2 separate regions of the Macaca mulatta genome follow, and region 1 is linked to region 2. Evidence: chromatin contacts called from public Hi-C data. All regions are on one chromosome and are shown on one strand. The core of a region is the stretch at or near the end of the contact, and the rest is flanking DNA. Distances in the headings are between cores, read along the strand shown.

Region 1 (6,222 bases), core at 2,524-5,023, 150 kb after region 2:
GCTGTGCATTAGATATTGGGAAAAGTCACCTGTTTAATTTACACACTTGCATGAATTACTGTATATAACCTCCTTACCTTCAGGAAGCTATTTTCATTTAGTGCTAAACAAGTAAGAAAAATAAGCTCGAGTGAATTTCTAAATGTTGGAACGTGAGGGGATGTAAACAATGTAAAGTAAAACATCTCAGGATTTCATGAGAAGTTACAGATGAGGCACTGGAAGCCACCAAATTGGCAGGTGCACCCTCTGTGGCTGTCTTGTTTCTGAAGAACTTAAACTTCCACAAGAAAGAATTTGACCTAGGCAAGTTTGTTCAGAAGGTAGATCCTGAGATGATTTGGTCAGATTGGGATAAGGCCCAGCAATATGCATTTTAACAGGCACCCCAGTCACTAGGATGCAGATGGACCACACTTTGAGAAACACCACCCATTTCTACTTTTCGTACATAATTTTCTCTGTTCCTGAGCCCCCACATTCTCTAGGAGAAACTTAGAGGAAAAGGGCACAGACACTACATATCTAAAGCTTTGGACAAGTCCTTGACCTCTATAAACTTCAGAGTCCTCATTATAAAATGGGAAGACTGAGCTGGAGTTCAGCAGTGATGCTTTTAGTTTTAAAAGTCTATGGTCTGGATTTCTATAATACAAATAGACAATCTTCCAAGAATTTGACTTGGAAAAAAATGTCAGAGGAAAACAGGTTATCTGCCCATGTGCATATGGACGACCTTGACTGCTCTGGCCCAGCCCCTATGTTGGCAGTCCAGGGCTGTCTGTACTGTTTACAGAATTACTTTGTAATTGACAACACAAAACAAACAAGAAAAGGCATAAAATGCCAGGGTTTTATAGAAAAAATAGCATGGTATTCTCTAGTTAGGTATGCCAGAGTCCAATTCTTTTAACAGCTGTGAGAATTCGCTGTTTTGTTCCAACGAAAATTTTATTAAAAAAAAAAAAAAAAAAAAAGACTAGAGAAACTAGTCATTAACTTGATAAAGAATATTTAACAGCTAGTGATGCTGGTGTGTGCCTGCAGCTCCAGCTACTTGGGAGACTGAGACAGGAGGATCGCTTGAGTCCAGGAGTTCAAGTCCAGCCTAAGCAACATAGCAAGACCCTGTCTCAAAAAAATGACTATTTAAAAAAACATTGTGGCTGGGAACAGTGGCTCACACCTGTAATCCCTACACTTTGGGAGGCTGAGGCCAGTGGATCATGAGGTCAGGAGTTTGAGACCAGCCTGGCCAATACAGTGAAACCCCATCTCTGCTAATAACACAAAAATTAGCTGGGCGTAGTGGCAGGTGCCTGTAATCCCAGCTACTCGGGAAGCTGACGCAGGAGAATCACTTGAACCTGGGATGCGGAGGCTGCAGTGAGCCGAGATCGTGCCACTGCACTCCAGCCTGGGCGACAGGGCAAGACTCCGTTTAAAAAAAAAAAAAAAGAGTTAGTACTGTATATATAAATATTAGCTTTTCAATGTGCTATACAAAGAATTATAGCACATCCTTCCTTTTATTTTACTCTGTCTCACCTTCTTTAGGTGAGTACTTCCTTAAATAAGTACTAAACATATATATACAGAACTTGAAAGCTTTGGTTAGCCTTGCCTTAAATAATCAGCCTAGTTTACACTGTTTACAGGGAGTAGTTGAATTACTATAAACCATTAGCCACTTGTCTGTGCACCATTTATCACACCAGGGCAGGGTCTCTCAACCTGGGCACTACTGTCATTTGGGGCCAGGTGATTCTTCCTTGCAGGGAATGTCCTGTACCTTGTAGGACAGCAGCCCTGCCCTATAAGGTATGATGTTTAGCAGCATCCCTGGCCTCTAGCTACTTGATGCCAGAGCATCCTCCCCCTGCAGTCAGGACAATCAAAAAATGTCTCCAGACATTGTCATATGCCTCCTGGGGGGCAGTATTTCTCAAGCACTTTTAAGCAAAGGTGAGTATTCATACAAGAAATTCAGGGGAAAAAACATTTTTTAAATAAAAGCTATGTGTTCCTATTCAACAATATTTTTGCTTTAAAAGTCAGTAGAGGGCATAAAAGATGTCAAATTCAAATTTCCATTTCATAAATGGTATACAGACAAGGTCTACAGAATGTGGTAAAAACTTGACTGCCACACAAGGCTTATAAAATAGTAAGATAGTAAAATAACTTATGAAGAAACTACAGAGATTTAAAATTGTGCATCACTCATGTCAGCAGCAAAATAAGAATTCCTAACTGGACAGAAATTTTTCTAGCTAGCAATGTTATTTTTGTAAAATAGTTATCAAAAATTATCTTCAAAATGTGAAGAGTAAAGAAAATAAAGCCAATTTATTATAGTCACACAAGTGATTATACTAAAAATTGTTATAAAGTGTATAATTTTATAATGTATTTACCTGTCCTGATATATAGCCATAACCCAATATATGAAAATCTCAAAAATTAAGACATCATCATACAGAAGGCAGGATCCCTTAAACTGAGATCCCTGATCCATCTTTCATATTTTAATTTCCACACATAAAACAATTATATAAAAAACTTTGTAGGACTATGCCCTTTTGTGTATGCACACCCATTTTAACCAATTTGAAAAGTTAATTTAAAATCTAGAGGTGAATGAGAAACATGGGGGAAAAGTGTGAAATAAGTGAAAATATTAACTATTTCTTTGAACTCTAAAGACTGAAACTGTAGCCATTATGTAAATATAGTTTCATAAGTACCTGTTTATTTTGGCAGATTGTCAAAATATGAATGTATATATTGCATAACTATGTTAGAATTGTGTATATTTTAAAGAAATTGTCTTGGATATTTTCCTTTATACATAATAGATAAGTCTTTGTTCAAATGTGTTTGATGTTTTTGATTACATGTGTTTTGCCTCTTTACTTTCCACAAAAACTATAAAAATAAATGCATGTTTGTACGAAGTTGCAGAATTCATTTGATTTACGAGAAACAAAAATTAAATTGTTGTCAACATAAACTAGTTAATAGCTTTTCTCATATACAAGTATAACAAACAGAAAAGTTTCATTAATTGTAAGCCACTCTTTTCATACCACATTATTGAATATTGTTACAATTGTCTGGAAAATAAAGTTATTTTCTTTGGACTTTTACAAGTTATATATTTTACTATTTTTATCTTATACATTCACTTTGCTCACATCCAAGACTCAATTTAAGAAGACTGAGGCTATAATTCGCCATAGTTGTCCAGTCTATGTTTCTAGCAGTGACCACAGGATGTTTTGTAGGACTCTTAAACTGCCTTCAAAGTTTTGAGACAGCAGAAAGCATTGTTCCTCAAAGTGTGGCCCATGGACAGACGGTGCTGCATCACCTGAAGCCTGTTAAAAACACAGATCTCAGGGGCCACTCAAAACTATTCAAGTCAAATTGGAAGTTCTACAGCATCCCCAAGTGATTCATATTGCATTGAAGTTGAGAAGCACTGCTCTAAAGCTCTAAAGCACAACTTACCTCTTGAAATAAAATGTGTGCTTTGAATAGAGAGGGAAAAAAAAATCAGCCAAACTGCTGCAACATGCAAAAGCAGAGTCATCTGCATAGTTGTTTTTTTTAAAAAAATAGTAGTAAGCAGGAGGGTTTAAATATTTTTAAAGAGCATGCTGAAATAAATGTGTTGAAGTTATAAAATAAGTACACGTTGGGCTCACAGACTGCCATCGCGGTACAGATGGCAGAGTAATGCAAAGATGGGGTGGAAAGTGAGTGTGTGCTGCCATAAATAGTGATGCACCAGCATCTCCATTCATGTCTGCAGTGCTGTCTCACAGGCCTCCCTGCCCATCGCAGTTGTGTTGAGCCGTCTCAGGAGGGCAGCTCACTGCAGCACAACCATCAATAAGTGCATCTGCTGTATCTCTCACATTCAAATACAATCTTGGAGAGCTGAGTGTGGGAATTGCAGCTACTTGGGAGGCTGAGGCAGGGAGGATCCTTTGAACCCAGGAGTTCAAGGCCAGCAACATAATGAGACTCCCCCTCCGCCATCTCTTAAAAAAATAAAATGTTACAGAAAAAGAGCACTACATTTTATTTCTTTTTCACAGAGCAGGTTAGGAAATGCTGTCAAAAGACCTGTATTAAAGCAATCATTTTGTCCCATAGAATTAACTGGAAAATAATTGTACACTTACTTTTTAAAAAGTACTTTTATTTATTCTACATCACTTGTTAAAAACTACAAATTGCATTTTTAAAAACTCCTTCCTCATCATCATCTTTTAATATTTTTAAAGTGTCAAAGATTGGACATCATCTTACAGAAAATCAGGGCCTAATTTTCATTTAGGAACCACTACAGCCTGACTTTAAAGAAAATGGCTACTAAACTGAACTTTTGATTCTATGCAAAATTAAATCTAAGACTCAAGTTGCTAAACGCAACTTTACTGTAACTTTTACTATGGCCCTGGCTCTACCGCCCTCTGCTGGATGGTCCACCTAACTACATCACACAAATCATTCTTAAGAGAGATCTTTACTGTACCAGGTGCTCAGTAACTATGTAAGATGTCTAAATCACTAATTTCTCAAAAAAGATGAAAATATATTGTGACTCTATGCATCATATCCAAAGGACAAAAATATCCACAAAATAAGTCACTCATTGAATATCTGCTGTTACTTTCATTTAAACATGATAAAAATCAATTTCATTTTACCACTTGTTCAAAAATACTTGAAACATAAAGAATTTGTATTTCCTATTTCTTGAGTGAATTTACCTAGCAATCATGCAAAGTCATGGCTTTAAAGTGACCATGAAACACTGCAGGCAATCTGATTAAAGGCTATTTTTTTAATATATATTACTCTTCCAGTTACTTGAAGACAAGTTACAGAGATGGAAAAGCTACATATCAGAGTGATAGTAGCCCCTTAATACCTGAAGCACCAATTAACTCTGCCATTCCTAAGTAAGCAAGGGTCAGGAAAGATCCTATCTAAGTCAAGTGCAATGCACTAAAATCTTTCAAGGCCATTCCATCCCAGTTCTGGCATGCCCCAGGTTAACTCCTTAACCTCTCTATTGTAGACTTTAAAAGCATAACAGTCTCAGTTCCAAACTTAGAATAAAGCCTACTTACTGAAGGCATGATTCTTTTAAAATATAAAGAATGTTCTATGTTCTTTAAAAACATAAGGAACTTCTAAAGAAATATTTAAGTAAGAAAATCTTGAAATCCACATATACCTATCAACATTGTATATGACAAAATAAACATCCATTTAACAACCTATGTACAAAATCCTAGAAATATCTACAGTGACCCAGTAACCCCATGATAATGTGCTTTCAGATATAATCAACAGCCAACACCCACCCCTGCTCTCCAATGGGGACAGGCTGAAGCTCGATGGCAAGCACAGAGTGACACTGAACTGAGAGGGTAAGGCTGAACCGAACCCGGCAGAGGAAATAGGCAACCCAAACCCGGCAGAGGAAGTAGGCGAAGGGTTTGTCTGCCCTTCCAGTATCCTTCTGGACCAATCTCTCCAGAAATAAGCATCAACTGATGTAACCAGGTGATTCCTAAAGTCAGTGTGGCTGTCCTGTGGGTCCCAGCCACAGATAAGATGCAGAGTGTTCCCCGAGGTATTTTAGGTTGGTAGAAAAAGATCACTGGGTGGATGCCTGGCACAAAATAGTTATTCAATAAATATTTGTTGAATAAATGGATTCCTTAGGTAAAAGACGTTTTCACTAGATATAACAAATAGGATTACTAGGTTTCTTATTTGCCCAAACATAAGAAAAAAATCCTTCAATCTAAGTGTCTGAAAGTATACCTTTTGTTCTTAATATGCATAATGCAAATTTTGTGATGATGACAACTGCCCAAATTGTGCTAGTATTTTATTATTTTATGAGCTATATGTTTACTTGAAATTTGCTGAGAGTAGATCTTAAATATTCTCACCACACAAAAGAAGGGACTACGTGAGGTGAGGAATATGTTAATTAGCTGGATTGTGGTAATCATCTCACAATGTATATGTATATCAAAACATCATATTGTATACTTTAAATATATATAATTTTTGTCAAGTATACCTCAATAAAGCTGGAAAAAATTTTTAAGAAATATATGGGACTTATATATACAAGTCTATCAAAATACTATAAAGCTTAACCAACTAAAAATTAGGGCATTGTTTACC
Region 2 (6,338 bases), core at 3,053-5,552:
CCTCACCCCTTCTCCAGGAGCCATTTGGAGCCAGGAAGTAGCCCAAGCATTCAGATACCCTACGCAGGGTTCCCAGCTTCTCCATCTTCACCCTTGGCATCTGTGTTGCCTCTCCACACACTCTCAGTGTTTTCTCCCTAGAGATCAGATCTGCCTAAATTATATTGTCTACTTGATAATTTGGGATCTCTTAGTGGGAGAGATGTCTGTGTCTAGTTAGCCGTCTTGTCCCCCCAGATCATCAATTTCATTTTTAATCCTAAATAAGTGCCTAGATAAACTTCATCACCAGAATGTAGCTGTTTCATGTCTTGCTACATTAAAGGTAGGCAGTTTGAGATTTGTTTTTTCTAATGATAAATCAATAGAAAATATTTAAAATAAAATTTTTCATTCCATAACCAGGATCTAAGTAAGGATTTTCAGTGGCAAATGAGGGAGGACAAGTGCACAGTTATTATTTGATACTACCAGTTCCATTTGGAAGTTAACAAAATTGGAATTTTTAATCTCTCAGAAAAATCTTAGCTTTTATAAATGTCCCACTCAAACATGACTAGCTGTCATTTTGATTAGCATAATATATTAAGAACAAATCCTATTTGCTTTTCAGTCATATTTTTCCAGCTTAAATCTTACTATAAGGGGAGAACTTCGGAGTGAAAATACATCACTGGTTTTAAGTAGCAGCAATCAAAAAAGAGAGGTAAGTGCAACAATGAGTTTGAAAACATTATGCATTTCACTCTGAATTTTGTGACATAATGTTTTATAATTGTTGATAGTCCCTTAAGCAGTGACTGGTATTGCTCTCAGTAAGTGACAGACACTATTTGCTTCAAATTATACTTCATTAGCTTCAAGTGTGATTTTAGTCTTATTCTTCCTTGTAAGAAACTGGGAAAATCATGATATTTACAATTCACATGCCATTTTTGACTTTATCACTTACAACTATCATGGTGAATGGATGTTTTTACTTTCACTTTGATAACAAATGATGCGGTTGTAATTTTCCTCCTTAAAAGCTGACATTATAAAATGCAGCTGACATCTGAAGAGCAGCCTCAAAAAACAACTTCTTTATAAAAAATGCCTTTATATTGTACAGGAAAACATGTACATTTTTTAAAGTTTTCTTTCAAATTTCATTGAGAAATTTGAAACAAAAATGAGATGGTATTTCCTAATACAAATTCGGACTTGAGTCCTTAGTAAAAATAGAAAGGTTTGAGTTTTTCACTCTTGTCCTTTTATAAATTAATAAGCAAAGGTGACGGAGTAAGACCCCATCTCTAAAAAAATAAAATAAAATAAGTACTTGTTACACATGCAGGCACTTCAGCATGATCTCCCCCCTTCTCATGGGAGACTTTAAATGTCCCATGTGGATAAACAGCACCATGTGAATCATAAAATTCAATTTGGAAGCTCCCTAACTTTCAGATGTTCTTTTCAAATTGCTTATTTCAAATTATTCCAATATCAATGACTTCTGATAAGTATACACTGTTCAAGAAAAAGTAAAATATATGCATATAATGTTTACTTATGTCATAAAGAGCGTTTAGCATAAGCAATGCAAAATGCAAAGTTGTTCCTTACATAGAATAGCCAACATATCACTAAAACCTAAAAAGTTTGAGTATGGTTTATATTGGGAAAGTGATTTTGATTCCTAAATATGTGTGTTAAAAGTTTATAATTAGTTTTATTTCCCCTAAATATTAGTTAAAAATTCCCCTGGAAATATATGTTCTGCATTCATCCTAAAGGAAAAATGTATCTATATTGATAAAATTACTAAAAGTGATCATTTTGTAATTGTGTGATCTGAGGAAAGTCACTGATCTTATCTAGATTCCAGTTTCCATGTCTGTAAGTTCAGGGAATTGTTTTGCATGTGTTTAAAGTCTGCCTTGCTGGGCATAGTGGCTCATGTCTGTCATCCTAGCCTATTCGGGGGACTGAGATGGAAGGATCACTTTAGCCCAGGAGTTTGAGGTCAGCCTGGGCAAAATAGTGAAACCCTGTCTGTGTTTTGTTTTGTTTTGTTTTAAGAAACTGTCATAATGGTCTGATGCTGTGTATGTCTACATTCTTGCCAGCTCTGTCACCTACCTGGAGTGATTTGATCTCTCCCTGTTGGTTTCTTTTTCTCCCTAATCTTCCCTCTGGGTAAAGAAATTGAGGTGTTACTGTTAAAGGCAAGTACAGGGCTCAAACTATTACTAGCCATTGATATCTACCCTAAATTAACTTTTTTCAAATATCCCAGGGATGGGACACAGAGCAGATAGGTTTCATTGAGGTTTGAGTGCCACCTTGAGAGAGCTTGAGTAGCTGGAACACTAAAAGCGGTCCATTTTACAGGTTTGCTTCAGTTAAAACCTGATTTAATGTGGACTCAGTATTAAGTCAAGTAAAAGAGACATTGTGGTATAATGAAGAGCACACTGGGAGTGAATATATATGCAAATATTCACTTATCCGTACACTTGAGATTTATGCATTATACTTTCAATTTATAAACAAAAAATGAAGCACGCTAGAAATAAAATAAGGAGACTTTCTCAGGTTTTTATGACAACAAACTGTGACATTCCAACCTAAATTAATGCTGTTGTGATAATACAGTAGTCTACTAATTAATTTTTAACACACATAATACTTTGGTTCTCCCTGAGTTAAACAGAAATTCACTCCTCCCTTTGAGCATTTCAATTCATTGACATTTAACTCTTTATGTATAAATTTCTGAAGGATAAGATTATAAATACCTTTCGGTAATAATAAATTTGACATAGTTAGAGATTTAGGCCAGATGAAGGGCATTTTCTAATGTAAACTTAATGTTTTCTCTGTATATAGGAACGAGATTAATGCACTGGTAGAGAGTTGTAGCCTGCAAGAACTCAATATTCCAGGAGTTCTAATAGGTGTTTATCATGTTAACAATCTTGTTTAATAATTTTCAGCTTGCTATTCAAATATCCAAAGATGGACTACCGGGCAGAGTGCCATTATGGGTCATCCTGCTGAGTGCTTTTGCTGGATTATTGCTGTTAATGCTGCTCATTTTAGCACTGTGGAAGGTAAACACCAAAATTCCTTTGACTCTCTACTTCAACCATCAAGAGCAAACTGGAGAAATAAGCTATGATCTATTTAGACTATGCAATATAGTATTATCACAGCAATGAAACAAATGTTGAAATGATGACTAAGAGAAAGAAAAAAGAAAAATGTGTATTTCAAACACTGCATACAACTTGAACCAATTTTTGCGAAGGAAAAAAAACTTATTTGGGGTTAGAAATATTCAAAAATCTCAAAAGTATCTTTCTAGAGTTAGGACAATAAGGGACTTTCATATATCTGTAACAATTAAAATTTTATAACAAGTATGTATTTATTTTGTAAATAGAGAACAATGAAAACTGTCTTTTATAGAGAAAGAAAAATGAATTCCTATGCCAATTGAAGGATATGTAAGCAGTAGATTCATGGTTAACATAAGCCTTGTTTTAATCACACATCTCTATGTGTCTTAAACATCAAATAATTCTTTAATGTTTAAATAGACATGGAACATTTTATGTAATAAATTGTGTGCCTGAGTGGAGGGTGTGGGATCAGCTGATGTAGGGGAGGTCTTTAAGTTTCACAGACTCCTATTTCAAATTCTATGATAAAAGTCAGTAACCACCTATTTTGTGTCAAGTAGCTCTGGATTATTATGTAGATATTTTGCTTAGGCTGAAAAAGACATGATTTTTAAAACTCTTAGAAACTGTATAATTTTCACATTAAGCAGAACTGAAATGACAGCTTTTGGGATAAGTTGAATAGAGAATAACATCCCATACAAAGTTGAACCTTTTTTCAATTAAATATCAAATAGGTATTTATTCTTGCATAATATTCCCCTATATTTTACCTATTATTTTGTTAAATAGTTAACTTATGTTAAAAATATAGATTGTGGCTACATATTAATTATTCTATTACCTGAGCAACATAATTATTTAATCAAATAGTTTAAACAGCAAGTTTCTCTCCCACTGAAATACCAACCGTTCCTATCCTTTCTTACTCTCCTATGACTCACTTCCTCTTTTGAGGGGCTTAGTCTTAGAGGAGACGGCAAACAAAGCCAGATGTAGGTCAGTGGCATTTAATTCAGTAAATAGAATCCACGGCTTTTCTCCAGCAAAGTTCCCCAAACAAAATTCTCCACTATATCCATGTCTAGCTCTTCCTTCTACTTCTAAGGGATCAGTGTTCTCCGTGTAATACCTAGCTTTGCCACAGTGTGGTACCCAAGGCCTGGCTTATTTGTGTCAAGGTTGTCCTTGGAAATACAGGAAGTGGTTTCTTCATTTCTATGCACCTCTAATAGAGAGTGTTACTGTTGATTTTTTTCAGCATAGTCTTCTATTCTGAGCACTGCACTTACCTGTATGGTTTTAGGACACCACTGACAGGAGAAGAGGAAAACCAGAGCTGATATTTGAATAGGTTTTTTCCAGCCTTGTACCTCTATTTCAGACAAACAAATAGGAAATTTCAGTTACCTATTTTTCAGTCAGTAGTCTGAAAAAGCATAAATGTAAAAATAAGCGCATTATTTCATCCAGATAATGATGTGTTGATACATTCTGACAGCTTCTTAGGTTATTATTATTATTATTGTAGCCCCAAAAGAATGTCATTTGACAAACTTTGGGCTGTCTTACCCAGTAGAAATAGTTCAACCACTTCATTGGGAGGCCCAGCAATCAGAACTGTGATTCCAAAGCAGAAGGGAAGAAACTAGCTCTTACTGAATGTTTACTATGTGCAGGGAACTGTTTTAAACACTTCTGCTTTAAGCATTTCCACTTAATACTCATATCAACCTTATGAGGTCTTACGAACCTCCTCTTGTAAATGAGGAACATAAAATTTAAGTGTATTTCCCAAAGACACATAGTGAGATTCAGAGTAAGGATCTGAATTCTGTGCCAAAACCACTGACTATTATCAGTCCGTGTTCTCTCTTGCTTTCATTCCCTCTGGTGTCCTTGCAACAATCTTTTCGACCAAATATTTTAACTACATTTTACACCTGAGGACATTAAAGCAAAGGGAAGTAAAGTGACTCGCCCACGATTACTTGCTAGTAAATGAGTGGATTCAAGGAATGATCTACAGAGCTCTTTCTTTTTCCAATATGTCGTACTGCTGCAGGCTGTAGAACAGAGCTCTTTACTCTGGAGCTCCAGGAGTCGGGTTTTGTTCAAGAGGGTCATGAACTCTCTGAAACACATAATACTGTCTTTGGTTTTGGAATGAGGGTCCCTAGTTGGATTCAGACTTTCAGTAGTTCCATTAGGACTAATCCTACTTCCCCCTACTTTAAAGTTCAGTTGGAAGCTCCCTGAAGCATGAATTCAGTTGCAGTAGGCTCAGAAGAGCTACTCTTATCCCAGACATCTTTTTTATACTAACTAGATCTGGATCAGACACCTCAGGACTATCCCTTCTTCCTTCCTCTCCTGAATCCCACCACTTTGGAGGTTCATTGGACTCCAAAGTCTGAGTCTCTGTGTGAGAGACAGGCCAAAAATTTCTCTTAGAGCAGAGATTCAGTTTCAAAAGACACAGTCTTTATATCTTTGTCTTCGTCATACACATGACAAAAATTAAAGCTTGACAAAGTGATAGTAGCTGCCTAGTACACTTCATGATTGATGGGAGGAATCTTGTAGGGGACGTAGGTTTAAATAGGTGGAGAAACTTGTCCTGAAATATGGTACTACACGCTGGGGGAGATGCCCAGCCAGGCCAACATATCCAATAAAGTAGAATGACTTCAGCCCACGAGGAACCATGAGAGATTCAGAACGTTCCTCTCTCCTAACTTGACGTCATAATGATGCCTGAAGTTCCTCAACTGATGATTTATTTATTAATCCTAAAGGTTTATTCTTCATTCAATATACATGTTCTGGGCGGTGTGGATGGGGACTGGTATCTCACCACTTTTTAGTCTTTTATACATTAGTGTGAATTTGTTTATTCAGCAATTATTCCATGTTATATTCATTAAGCACCTACTTTTTTGACAGAGATCATTTCATCAGACCCTTTGGCATAGGGTTTTGAACAAGGGATCATGAAATAAACACAGGAAGAAAAAAAGGAAAGCCAGCGCTACAAAGAAAGTGTTGGGGCTGAAAGCAAACTGTTTGTTTCAGATTTGGGCTAGGATTGGCCCAGTCCACCTTGAAGCTATAAACTATATTCTCCTAATCTCCACTCTTTGTCACTTAACTTCTCTTAAAAACCCATGT

The links. Hi-C and Micro-C count contacts between places; a contact is called where the count stands out from the background.
Region 1: a contact with region 2 is called in a Hi-C map of fetal cortical plate, with 4 times the contacts expected there. The contact joins two enhancer-like sites. A contact is called at or near these places in 8 of 14 Hi-C or Micro-C datasets (CD4 T cells, blood, cortical neurons and 5 more).

The regions. Positions count from the first base shown.
Region 1 is chr6:60,851,203-60,857,424 of T2T-MMU8v2.0, forward strand. No RefSeq gene overlaps it. Among named protein-coding and RNA genes, the nearest start is that of MOCS2, 16 kb to the right of the region's middle. Within about 2 kb of position 3,774, at least 4 of the 40 cell types and tissues checked have an H3K27ac peak or open chromatin away from gene starts, as enhancers often do. A contact at or near this core is called in fetal cortical plate, where this site is marked.
Region 2 is chr6:60,704,704-60,711,041 of T2T-MMU8v2.0, forward strand. It overlaps ITGA1 (integrin subunit alpha 1), which reads left to right. Exons shown (of 29, transcript XM_001094788.5): 27 at 614-706; 28 at 2,979-3,095. Among named protein-coding and RNA genes, the nearest start is that of ITGA2, 41 kb to the right of the region's middle. Within about 2 kb of position 4,303, at least 23 of the 40 cell types and tissues checked have an H3K27ac peak or open chromatin away from gene starts, as enhancers often do. A contact at or near this core is called in fetal cortical plate, where this site is marked.